Regions from separate parts of the Sus scrofa genome. Here region 2 is linked to region 1. A link is a contact called in public Hi-C data. All regions are on one chromosome and are shown on one strand. The core of a region is the stretch at or near the end of the contact, and the rest is flanking DNA. Distances in the headings are between cores, read along the strand shown.

Evidence for each region. A called contact is a pair of places that touch in the nucleus more often than the background predicts.
Region 2: a Hi-C map of retroperitoneal adipose tissue shows a contact between it and region 1, with 3 times the contacts expected there. The contact joins two enhancer-like sites. A contact is called at or near these places in 1 of 5 promoter capture datasets (liver) and 22 of 47 Hi-C or Micro-C datasets (adipose tissue, alveolar macrophages, blood and 13 more).

The regions. Positions count from the first base shown.
Region 1 is chr6:61,501,831-61,507,185 of Sscrofa11.1, reverse strand. No RefSeq gene overlaps it. Among named protein-coding and RNA genes, the nearest start is that of DUXA, 43 kb to the left of the region's middle. Within about 2 kb of position 2,260, at least 6 of the 83 cell types and tissues checked have an H3K27ac peak or open chromatin away from gene starts, as enhancers often do. A contact at or near this core is called in adipose tissue and retroperitoneal adipose tissue, where this site is marked.
Region 2 is chr6:62,063,004-62,068,358 of Sscrofa11.1, reverse strand. No RefSeq gene overlaps it. Among named protein-coding and RNA genes, the nearest start is that of ZNF134, 17 kb to the left of the region's middle. Within about 2 kb of position 2,463, at least 17 of the 83 cell types and tissues checked have an H3K27ac peak or open chromatin away from gene starts, as enhancers often do. A contact at or near this core is called in adipose tissue and retroperitoneal adipose tissue, where this site is marked.

The sequences.
Region 1 (5,355 bases), core at 1,011-3,510:
TGACTGTAATATAAGGGAAATATAAAAGCAAAGTCTTTTACAATAAAAAGAACGTGTAATTCACTGTGTAAGGGTTCCGGCATGATTTTGCTTGAAGTTAAACACAAGAAACGCCAGGCCCCAGGGAGACTGCCCTTTGGAGATGGGGCCTTTATGGAGGTAATTAAGGTTAAATGATATTATAAGGGTGAGGTGCTAATCTGATGGGATTTGTGTCCTTAAAAGAGACACCAGAGGCCCTCCCTTTGCCCCTCCCTTTCTCTGTCTCTCTATCTCTGCTCTTAGTTTCTCCCTCTTTTGCTATTGAGAGGGACAGAATAAAGAGACTAAGTGGTTAAATACTTAATCCCACTAGGGGATTTTAAGTAGGAAAAAACTATCAGAGACCCCTGTGCGTTAATGATTAATCAAGAAAATGACTTGGGGAGTTCTTCTGTGGTGTGGTGGGTTGAGGATCCAGTGTTGTCCCTGCAGTGGCTTGGGTCATTGCTATGGCTCAGGTTTGATCCGTGGCCCAGGAAGTTCCACAGGCCAGAGGACAGAGCCAAGAAACAAAGAAAGGAAGAAAGAAGAGTTTCTTGACAACAAAATTTGGCTTGCTTAGCAGCAAAACCATGGAACTGGTGTTCCCATTGTGGCACAGTGGAAATGACTCCGACTAGTATCCATGAGGATGCAGGTTCGATCCCTGGCCTCGCTCAGTGGGTTAAGGACCTGGTGTTGCCGTGAACTATGGTGTAGGTCGCAGGCGTGGCTTGGATTTGGTGTTGCTGTGGCTGTGGTGTAGGCCGGCAGCTACAGCTCTGATTGGACCCCTAGCCTGGGAATTTCCATGTGCCCATATGCCGAGGGTGCGGCTCTAAAAAGCAAGCAAGCCAACAACAACAAAAACCCAACAATAACAAGGGAGTTCCCGTCGTGACGCAGTGGTTAACGAATCCGACTAGGAACCATGAGGTTGCGGGTTCGATCCCTGCCCTTGCTCAGTGGGTTAACAATCCGGCGTTGCCGTGGTAGGTTGCAGACGCGGCTTGGATCCCGCGTTGCTGTGGCTCTGGCGTAGTCCGGTGGCTACAGCTCCGATTCAACCCCTAGCCTGGGAACCTCCATATGCAGCGGAAGCGGCCCAAGAGATAGCAACAACAAAAACAACAAACAACAACGAAAAAAAAAAAAGACAAAAAAAAAAAAAAACCCAACAATAACAAAACATGAAGGAGAAGCATGAGACGTGCCCCCAAACAATACAACGATGGTGGAATGAGGCCCACATCCTGCCCAGTGAGGTTAGTCAGTTCGTGAATCCTAGAACCCGCTTTTCTGTACACACTGAAAACAAAACAATAGGGAAAGGTGCCCTTATACAGAAACCTGAGATGATTCACCATATTTTGGTGTATTTTTCCTCATTTCTGCACCTTTCCGTTGCCCCACGACAGTCCCGGCCTGATGACGTAGAGACGGAAACCTCCCCTGGCCGACGCGGAGGAGGAGCTGATGATGGAGGCGGGATGCCTACTCGAGAAGCAGGATGAAGGCGCTCTTCTTCCCCACCCCATTCTTCCTCGGATGATAAAACCGTAGCCCACTAAGTTCTTGGCGCACAGCACCCCCTTTCCCACTCACTCGTGTTTCTCACAAACATCCTATACCAATAAATTCTTTTCTTTCTTGCTGAATTCTTTCTGCACCAAGACAGAAGAGCCCACACCTTACTAAGTTCTGAGAATGCTTTTCTGCTGGTTTCACTATTAGCTTGTTTTTTTGTCTTTTCGCCTTTTCTAGGGCCACACCCTTGGCATATGGAGGTTCCCAGGCTAGGGGGTCGAATCAGAGCTGTAGCCGCTGGTCTACACCACAGCCACAGCAACTCGGGATCCGAGCCAGATCTGCAACCTGCACCACAGCTCATGGCAACGCCAGATCCTTAACCCACTGAGCGAGGCCAGGGATCGAACCCGCAACCTCATGCTTCCTCGTCAGATTCGTTTCTGCTGCGCCACAATGGGAACTCCCTTAGTTTCCTTTTTTTAAAAAAATATTCTGATGTACTTTTTTTTTCTCTTTTTTTTTTCTGAGTGCATGTATTTAAAAGAAAACTGTTAGGCAGAGTCGTATATTGTGGAAACTGTGATTGTGGTGCTAGAGTGTCTGACTTGTGGGGCTTCTTGGTTTAACCGTGGGCAAAACCCGACTGACATCCATGAGGATGTGGGTTGCATCTGTGGCCTCGCTCAGTGGATTAATGATCAGACGTTGCCCGGAGCTGTGGTGTAGGTCGCAGATCTGGCTCGGATCCCGCGTTGCTGTGGCTGTGGTGTAGCCAGCAGCTGTAGCTCCGATTGGACCCCTAGCCTGGGAACCTCCATCTACCGCGGGTGCGCCCATAAAAAAAAGAAGAAAGGAAGATAAAGGAAAAGAAAGAGAGAAAGGAAGGAAGGAAGAAAGAGAGCAAGAGAGAAAAAGAGAAAGAACGAAGGGCAATCCCAAAGGAGAGGGGAAATTTTCTGCCGGAGACACGGAAAAGATCACTTTATTACTTGCACTCTACCGCCACCTAGTGTTCACAGATAGCAACTGCCACAGAAATTCACGGTCTCAGGTCCTCGGACACAGTCCCCCGTGGCCCCACAGCGTAACCACAGGGCGTTGTCCCTGCAGCCGGGGGCTCCGGCCAAGGAACGTCCACATGCCGCAGGTGCGGCCAGTTCAGAAGAAGTAATCGCAGGTGTTTGCGTGCTCAGAAATTCAGTTATTTTTCTTACACAAACTGCACACACATTAAAGACTTGGCAAAATGCAAACGTCCCACTGGGTTCCTCACCAGCCCCCATACGTTGATGATTTAACGTTGATGATTGCAATGCAATACATCTTTTTTTTTTTTTTTTTGTCTTTTTGACTTTGTGGGGCTGCACCTGCAGCATATGGAGGTTCCCTGGCTAGGGGTCCAATCAGAGCTGTAGCCTCCAGCCTACACCTCAGCCACAGCAACTTGGGATCCGAGCCACGTCTCTGACCTACACCACAGCTCATGGCAACACCAGATCCTTAACGCACCCAGCGAGGCCAGGGATCGAACCTATGTCCTCATGGATGCAAGTCGGGTTTGTTAACCGCTGAGTCACAATGGGAACTCCCAAGAAATATTTATTAAAAAAAACGGAAAAAGAAATCTTGACTGTCTGCAGCAGAGACTTCTCAAGGGAAGATTCCTAGACCTCCTGAACCAGAATCTCTAGCCCCCCGGCTCAGCGTTCTGTTTACAGCGTCCTCACCCCCACCCCCACTCCAAGGAGTCCACAGGTTTAGAGCAGTGGTTTTCAACCCGGGGCGATTCTGCCTCTTCATGGACATTGGGGGATGTCTGGAGACATTCTGGTTGTCACAAGAGGTGTGAGCTGGGGGGGTGGAGGCGGGAACCAGGACATGTTCTTAGCAGAAAGAACCATCCATCCCCGAATGTCAACAGTGCCCGGGTTGAGAAACCCCGTCTACAGTAGACTTTCCTGGACACCCCCCCCACTCTCACCCCCGCCTGCCTTCCTCATCCTTGTGATGTGCATCCTTGGGCCAGATCCTGGTAGGCAAGGAAGATATTCAACATATGTAACCCCCGGTGGGTCATTAACCCCTCCGAATGGGGCCCTGACCATAACAGCTGCCCTGTGCGGCGCAGCGGCTGCTCATCAGCTCTGCCCGTGGGCATTCGCCTTTTTAACCTTTGCTTAATCTCAGATTTATAATGTCTCAGATTTATAATGTCTCAGATTTATAATGTCTCAGATTTATAATTAAAAACAAAATTGGGGGAGTTCCCATTGTGGCTTAGCGATAACGAACCTGCCAAATAACCATGAGGATGCGGGTCTGATCCCTGGCCTCGCTCAGTGGGTTAACGATCTGGCTTTGCTGTGAGCTGTGGTGTAGGTCGCAGATGCGGCTCAGATGCCGCATTGCTGTGGCTGTGACGTAGGCTGGCAGCTACAACTCTGATTCCAGCCCTAGCCTAGGAACCTCCATAGGCCATGGGTGAGGCACTAAAAAGACGAAAAACCAGGGTGCAGCGCAAACACAGTTTCGGGGGACACAGTAAAGGACGGAGAGGAAGCCAGTACCGGGCGGGAGGAGTGTGCGGATACTGAGGTCTGGGGAAGGGCTTCTGGCTCACCCATGATTAACTCAGACCAGCCAGTATCCAAACAAGAACTGCAAGCAGCTGCCAGCTGCAGCCTTATGGTCTCAGAGCTCCCCTTGTAACCATGCAACCCTTTCAGATCCCCCCAGCCAATCCACGCTTCACAAGCAGCGTTCTTCTTGGCAGCTCCAGTTATGATTCTTGACAAACAGCTTAGGGAATGTTGCGGTTTTTGCCTTTATTTCCCATTTCTGCAGTCCGGCACTCCTGGAATCTGTGTCTTTCTGGCCTTTGTCCTCAGTTGGCTCGAATAAGACTCTTAAGACTCTTTTCTCTTCCTGTTATAGACTGTTTTTTTTTAGTTATTCTTTGTGTCATAGACGGCTTATGGATGATTTCCATCGACAGTGATAATATCTCCATCTGTGCACACTCAGCATCGAGCCTTCACGGGACTGGAGAAGATGCTGTTTCCACAGCTGGACACAGGTGATGTGTCTACCACACAAGAAACAAGTGAGCAAGGCTGGAGTTCCTGTCGTGGCTCAGTGGTTAACGAATCTGACTAGGAACCATGAGGTTGCGGGTTCGATCCCTGGCTTTGCTCAGTGGGTTAAGGATCCAGCGTTGCCATGAGCTGAGATGTAGGTTGCAGATGTGGCTTGGATCCCGAGTTGCTGTGGCTGTGGTGTAGGCCAGCGGCTGCAGCTCCGATTCGACCTCTAGCCTGGGAACCTCCATGTGCCGCGGGTGTGGCCCTAAAAATCAATCAATTAAATAAATAAATAAATACATAAGGAAAAGAGGCCCCGGAGAGCTCCCTCCCTCCTGCCTCCTGTGAGGACACTGGGAGAAGACAGCCACTCATGAACCGGGAAGCGGATGCCTCACCAGACGCTGAATCTGCCGGCGCCCTGATCTTGGGCTTCCAGCCTCTGGAACTGTAGGAAATAAACGCCTGTCACTCATCACCCGCCTGATCTGTGGGTATTTCGCTACAACAGCCCAGAGGGCCTCCGACCACCCCTCTACCCTCCACATGGCACTGATACTCCCTCCTACCTGGTGTGGGGTGAGAGGCTGATGCCATGGAAACCAAGGCTGGCCTCCCCGAAGGCGGGGTTGGGGAAGGGCCCCAAGGAGCCCCAGAGATGGACAGTTCCTGAATTTTGCACCCTGCGTGGGATCCAGACCGCAGCCTAACCACACAAGGCTTG
Region 2 (5,355 bases), core at 1,214-3,713, 560 kb before region 1:
CGGGCTGCAGTCCCCGCCCCCCCACCAATAACCTGGAGAAAAGTCAGGAATAGAGCCTCGGGGGATGGTGCTGGGCTTTAGGGGTTCTTCTAAGACTCCACAGTGGGTGCCAACACCCTCTAGGCCTCTCCTCTGCTCTCCACCTCCCTTGGCTGCTTGCACCTCGGGTCTGGATCCGCTCCTCCCCATGGAGGTACCCACCTCAAGACCTGCCCCCCCACCATGTACTCCTCCCTCCATTGTCTCCGCAGTGATGTGACCTCAGATCACACTCAGATCTAGGAAGCACAGCCTTCTATGCAGAAAAAAAATGTTCACCATGTTCCCTTGGGAAAGTGGGAACAGGGAGAGCCCAGAACAGACCCCAACCCATGGGGATGCAGGGAGGATCCTTGACCCAGCTGCGGCTGGGCCCAGTCCTACTGGGCAAGACCCTTTCCTGGACATGGACTGGGAGGCCCACAGTGACTCAGTGCCCTGCAAGTCTTCTCAGAGTTGGGGTATCCTCAGAATTGGGGTGTTCCCTGGAAAAGAAGGTCTGTTTGGGCAGAGTCACTCCTAAGGTGGGGCCCCTTAGGGTCTCCACTGCCCATCCAGGAAGCTGAAGGAGGTCCCCCCTCTGGCAGGATTGCAATGTCACCACATGGTGTGGCTGTGCAAACTCCGAGCAGCTCCCAGGCCCCTCAGCTGTTCTCTGCCCAGCCTTGTGGAATCATACTCTACACACAAGTTCAGTTTTGTGCCAAACACTCAGGACTCCATGGAGAAAGCTGAGGCTCCTTCTCTGAGCATTTTGCACTTACTAGGAGGCCACCTCATGAACAAAAGTGGACTCAGAAACCCTGTTTCTGAGCTCTGTTATTGCCACCCTCTGCTCTCTGGGCTCTGCGTCCTTGAGCTGCTGTGGAAAGTGCCCTGACAGGAGGATGTGACCGTATCTGCTGTGCTGTCCTTTGGACACACTTCACAACATGTGGCACGTTATCCAATGCCTGAAAACAGTGACCTCATACATTCTGTCCAGATTTATTGTCGTTGATGGCAGAGGTGTGAGTAAGGCCCTGTTACTTCATCACAGTCAAAACTTGACAGAAATAAGGTTTTCCACATTATAGGAAATAAAAGTGATTCTGAGAGTTTCGAACCCTAATTCTTAATACAGAGCTTCCTTAAACTTTGGCAAATTGGAACTCTTTTTATCGTAAAAGATGTGAAGGGAAATATGAAGCTCCAAGACAAGTTCCTCAAATACTACATCGGCTGATTCACAGACATGTAAGATTTTCAGAGGGCGTTACTGTCATGGCTCAGAGGAATCGAACCCGACTAGTATCTCTGAGGATGCAGGTTTGATCCCTGGCCTTGCTCAGTGGGTTAAAGATCTGGCATTGCTGTGGAGTGCGGTGCAGGTCACAGGCACGGCTTGGATCCCGAGTTGCTGTGATCATGGTGTAGGCCAGCAGCTGCAGCTCTGATTCCACCGCTAGCCTGGGAACTTCCATATGCCACAGGTGCAGCCCTAAAAACAAAAACAAAAACAAAAACAAAAAATTCAGAGGGACACTACTTGTGTCTGCAATCTTTCTTTCTTTCTTTTTTTTTTTGGTCTTTTTAGGGCCGCACTGGAGGCATATGGAGGTTCCCACGCGAGGGGTCGAATTGGAGCTGTAGCCTCTGGCCACAGCCACAGCCATGCCAGATCTGAGCAGCGTCTGTGACCTGCACCACAACTCACAGCAATGCCGGATCCTTAACCCACTGAGCAAGGCCAGAGATCGAAGGCACATCCTCACAGAGCAATCTTGCATCTTTTAATGTTGACATGTAAACTTTTTTTTTTCTTTCAGATATAGAACACACTAGAGGAGAATGTAAAGGAGAAATCGTGCCAAGATTCTGAAGAGCACAAAATAAACGTTTAGAAGACAACAAAACAGTCAAGAGATCAGAGATTTGGGGTGACTCTACAACAAAGCAACCAGGGGAGGACTGAGACAAAACGACACTGGAACCAGCCGGCAATGAAGTGAGAGAACCACGAGATTATAAATTAATAAATAAAGCCTTTACGGTGGCCAGAGCTACGCTGAATGTAAACAGGATCACGTTCGAGAGTTACCTGGAGCTAGGTTGGGTTTACATCGTAAGAGACAGGACACGCGTATACATTAAAACATTTCCATGGATTCATTTTTCAAATATAAGGAAATAGTTTAAAAAGAAAAACAGATTCACTACTCAAAGAGTAAGCCAGCTCCACTTGTAATAAACGGGGCACGTGCAAAGGCAAATCCAGTTACCTTTTTGGGTCCACGCGGCGCGAGGAAACCCCCAGACACATGGTAATCACTGCCTCAAACCGGAACTTCCGGTGGGATCAGCCCGCGCTTCCGTCCCGAGCGCGTGGTCCATGCAGTAGCTGGACGGCAACGCGCGGCTGCTCCGCTGGACTCCAAGTCCCAGAGGACTTTGCGCCCCGGGCTGCGGAGGGAAGGTACAGGAAGCAGAGGCTCTGGAGCCCTAGATTTCACCTCTCTCCGCAGCTCTCGCCTCCAACCCAACCACTGCCTGCTGCCAGTACAGGCTGTCACCTTCGGAACGCCCTAAGGCAGCCGTTTCCCTAGAGACGACATCTCATCTGCGTTTGCGCAAAACTCACTCTCGTCGCCGGCTCCCAGGAAGCAACGCGCCTGCCGCAGACCACGAATCCCAGGACTCGTGTTCCAGCCTTTTTAACCTTCCCTCCCAAATATATAAAGGCTTAAGTACAAAAGTTCACTGAGGATCTTCCGTGGCCACGAACTTTGGTTGCAAATGCCGAGATCCAGGAGTTCCCGTCGTGGCGCCCCGGAAACGAATCAGACTAGGAACCACAAGGTTGCGGGTTCGATCCCTGGCCTCGCTCAATGGATTAAGGATCTGGCGTTGCCGAGAGGTTGCAGACACAGCTCGAATCTGGCGTGGCTGTGGCATAGGCCGGCCGATACAGCTCGTATTAGACCCCTAGCGTGGGAACCTCCATATGCCACCGGTGCGGCCCTAAAAAGAAAAGAAATACTGAGATCCAGCGTTGAGTGGACGACTGAGGATCATTTTGTCTGCATGTGACTTCAATACCTCCGTGATGCCAAGTAGAGTAGAATGCAGCTAGTACGTCAGGGAGACACGTCAAACAAGTTTTTAACTTGCAAAATACAAGCATATTGGGTAAACAGGGTGTGGAGTGAGAGAAATTCTTTTAATCCCTGTATTTTGCCCGCTTTATTTTTTTTTTTTAGGGCCACACCCGTGACATACGGAGGTTCCCAGGCTAGGAGTCAAACCAGAGCTGTAGCTTCTGGCCTACACTACAGCTGCAGCAATGCCAGAACCAGCTGTGTCTGCAGTCTACACCGCAGCTCACAGCAACGCTGGAGCCTAAACCCAGGGATCGATTGAACATTCTCATGGATACCAGTCAGATTGGTTTCTGCTGAACGATAATGGGAACTCCCTTGCCCGCTTAATTTAATAAGTTGTACCCAGTTTCTGGATATTAAAGTTAGACCAGTTGCAATACCCTCTGTTCCAAAATAAACGAACAAGATGATTTAGGATTAGTAAAGCCACTTTGAAAAGTTTGTCCCTGCCTCACAGAGGTTTTTCCAAAGAGAAGCTTTTCCTGTGTACCAGGAAGCTTGTGTAAGAGTGTTCGCAAGAGCCTAAAACCTGTCCAGGAAGGAGGATGGATTAATGGACTTCTCCACACACCTTATCTGCAGCTTGATCATTCTCTCTTCCGTGGATATAGGATGGGAAACAAACTTAACAATTTACACTGCAGAACGCTCCCTTACATGATTCCAGCAGATTCTACGTAGCATCCAGAAGTTTCTCAGCAGGGTTGAACTCCAATTTCCTAGCAGAAGCGAGCTTCCAAAAGTATCTGAACCAACCAACCAGCCTGTGTGCTTTTGCCTCAGTGCTGCACAGAATCCTTTTTGTCCAAATCACACTTTTGTTAGGGGAACATTGACTGAAATTGTCCACGTTGGCTGGATACGATAATAGCCACTTTCCTAAACTGTCTCACAACAAGAAGCCTCAATGAGGAAGGTGGTGCTGCCCTGAAGACTAACCAGGAGGATCTGGGAGGGGCCAATAGGAGGGAGGACACAACCAACTCCCAGAATCCTTGGCGCTGGAATGCACCTTGTCTGAGAGGTGTGCAGGCGACCAAGAAGGACCTCGGGCCATACCAAATAGGGGCCAAAAACCCCCACTGGCCAGAGATAACCTGTAAACTGAGCTTATTCCCATAAAACATGAGACTGTGAGTCACAGGACAGAGCAGTTCTCCTGGGTTCCCTCACTCCGCTGCTCTCTGCCCTGGGCCCCTTCCCAATAAAGTCGTTTGCTTTGTGAACACGTGTGTCTCCTTGGACAATTCCTTCATAAATGTTAGGGCCACTCTCGGGCCCTGGAAGGGGTCCCCTTTCCTGCAACCCTTTCAGAACTGTTCAGAAACTATGCCCCTCGCCCCCCATACCTGCCATTCTTTGAAGAAATGAATGGAAAACCTGTTAATCCTTCGGGTTTCCACTTGTCGATAAAATCGTATTCTGAAGCTTTTCGTCCTCAGACTTATTTTGGTCCAGTTTAGCTGGTATTATTTCCAGTGAATTAAATAAATGACTATAATTACTAAATATAAACATTCCCTTTTGTAGGCTAAGGCCTCCTTCCCAGTTCCCACCTCTGCTCCCCACATTCCTGTGGCCCACAGGAGATAAAGGGTGTGGACAGAGAACAGGGTAGCAGGTAGGGAAAGCCTCTCGGGATGGCTGTGAGCTGGTGTTCGTGTGTTCTGGCATGGGAACTCAGTGTCTTCTCATGTGGGGCGCATTCCTAAATGTTAAAAATCAGCTTGGAGTACCCGTCGTGGCTCAGTGGCTAATGAATCCGACTAGGAACCATGGGGTTGCGGGTTCGATCCCTGGCCTTGCTCAGTGGGTTAAGGATCCGGCGTTGCTGTGGCTGTGGTGTAGGCCGGCGGAAACTTCGATAGTCTGGGAACTTCCATATGCTGTGGGTGAGGCCCTAAAAGACAAAAAAAAAAAAATAGAAAAGAAAAAAGTTGCTAATAAATTAAATCCTTTTTTTTTTTTTCTGCCATGCCGAGGGCATGCAAAAGTTCTTGGGCTAGGACTGAACCCCCACCACAGCAGTGACAATGCCAGATCCTTAACTGCTAAGCCAGCAGAGAACTCCAGAAAGTAAATCTTCAATGTCTACATCACAAGGGAAAAAAAATGCTAACTATGTATGGTGATGACATTAACAACTTAATGTAGTGATTAGTTCACAATTTACATA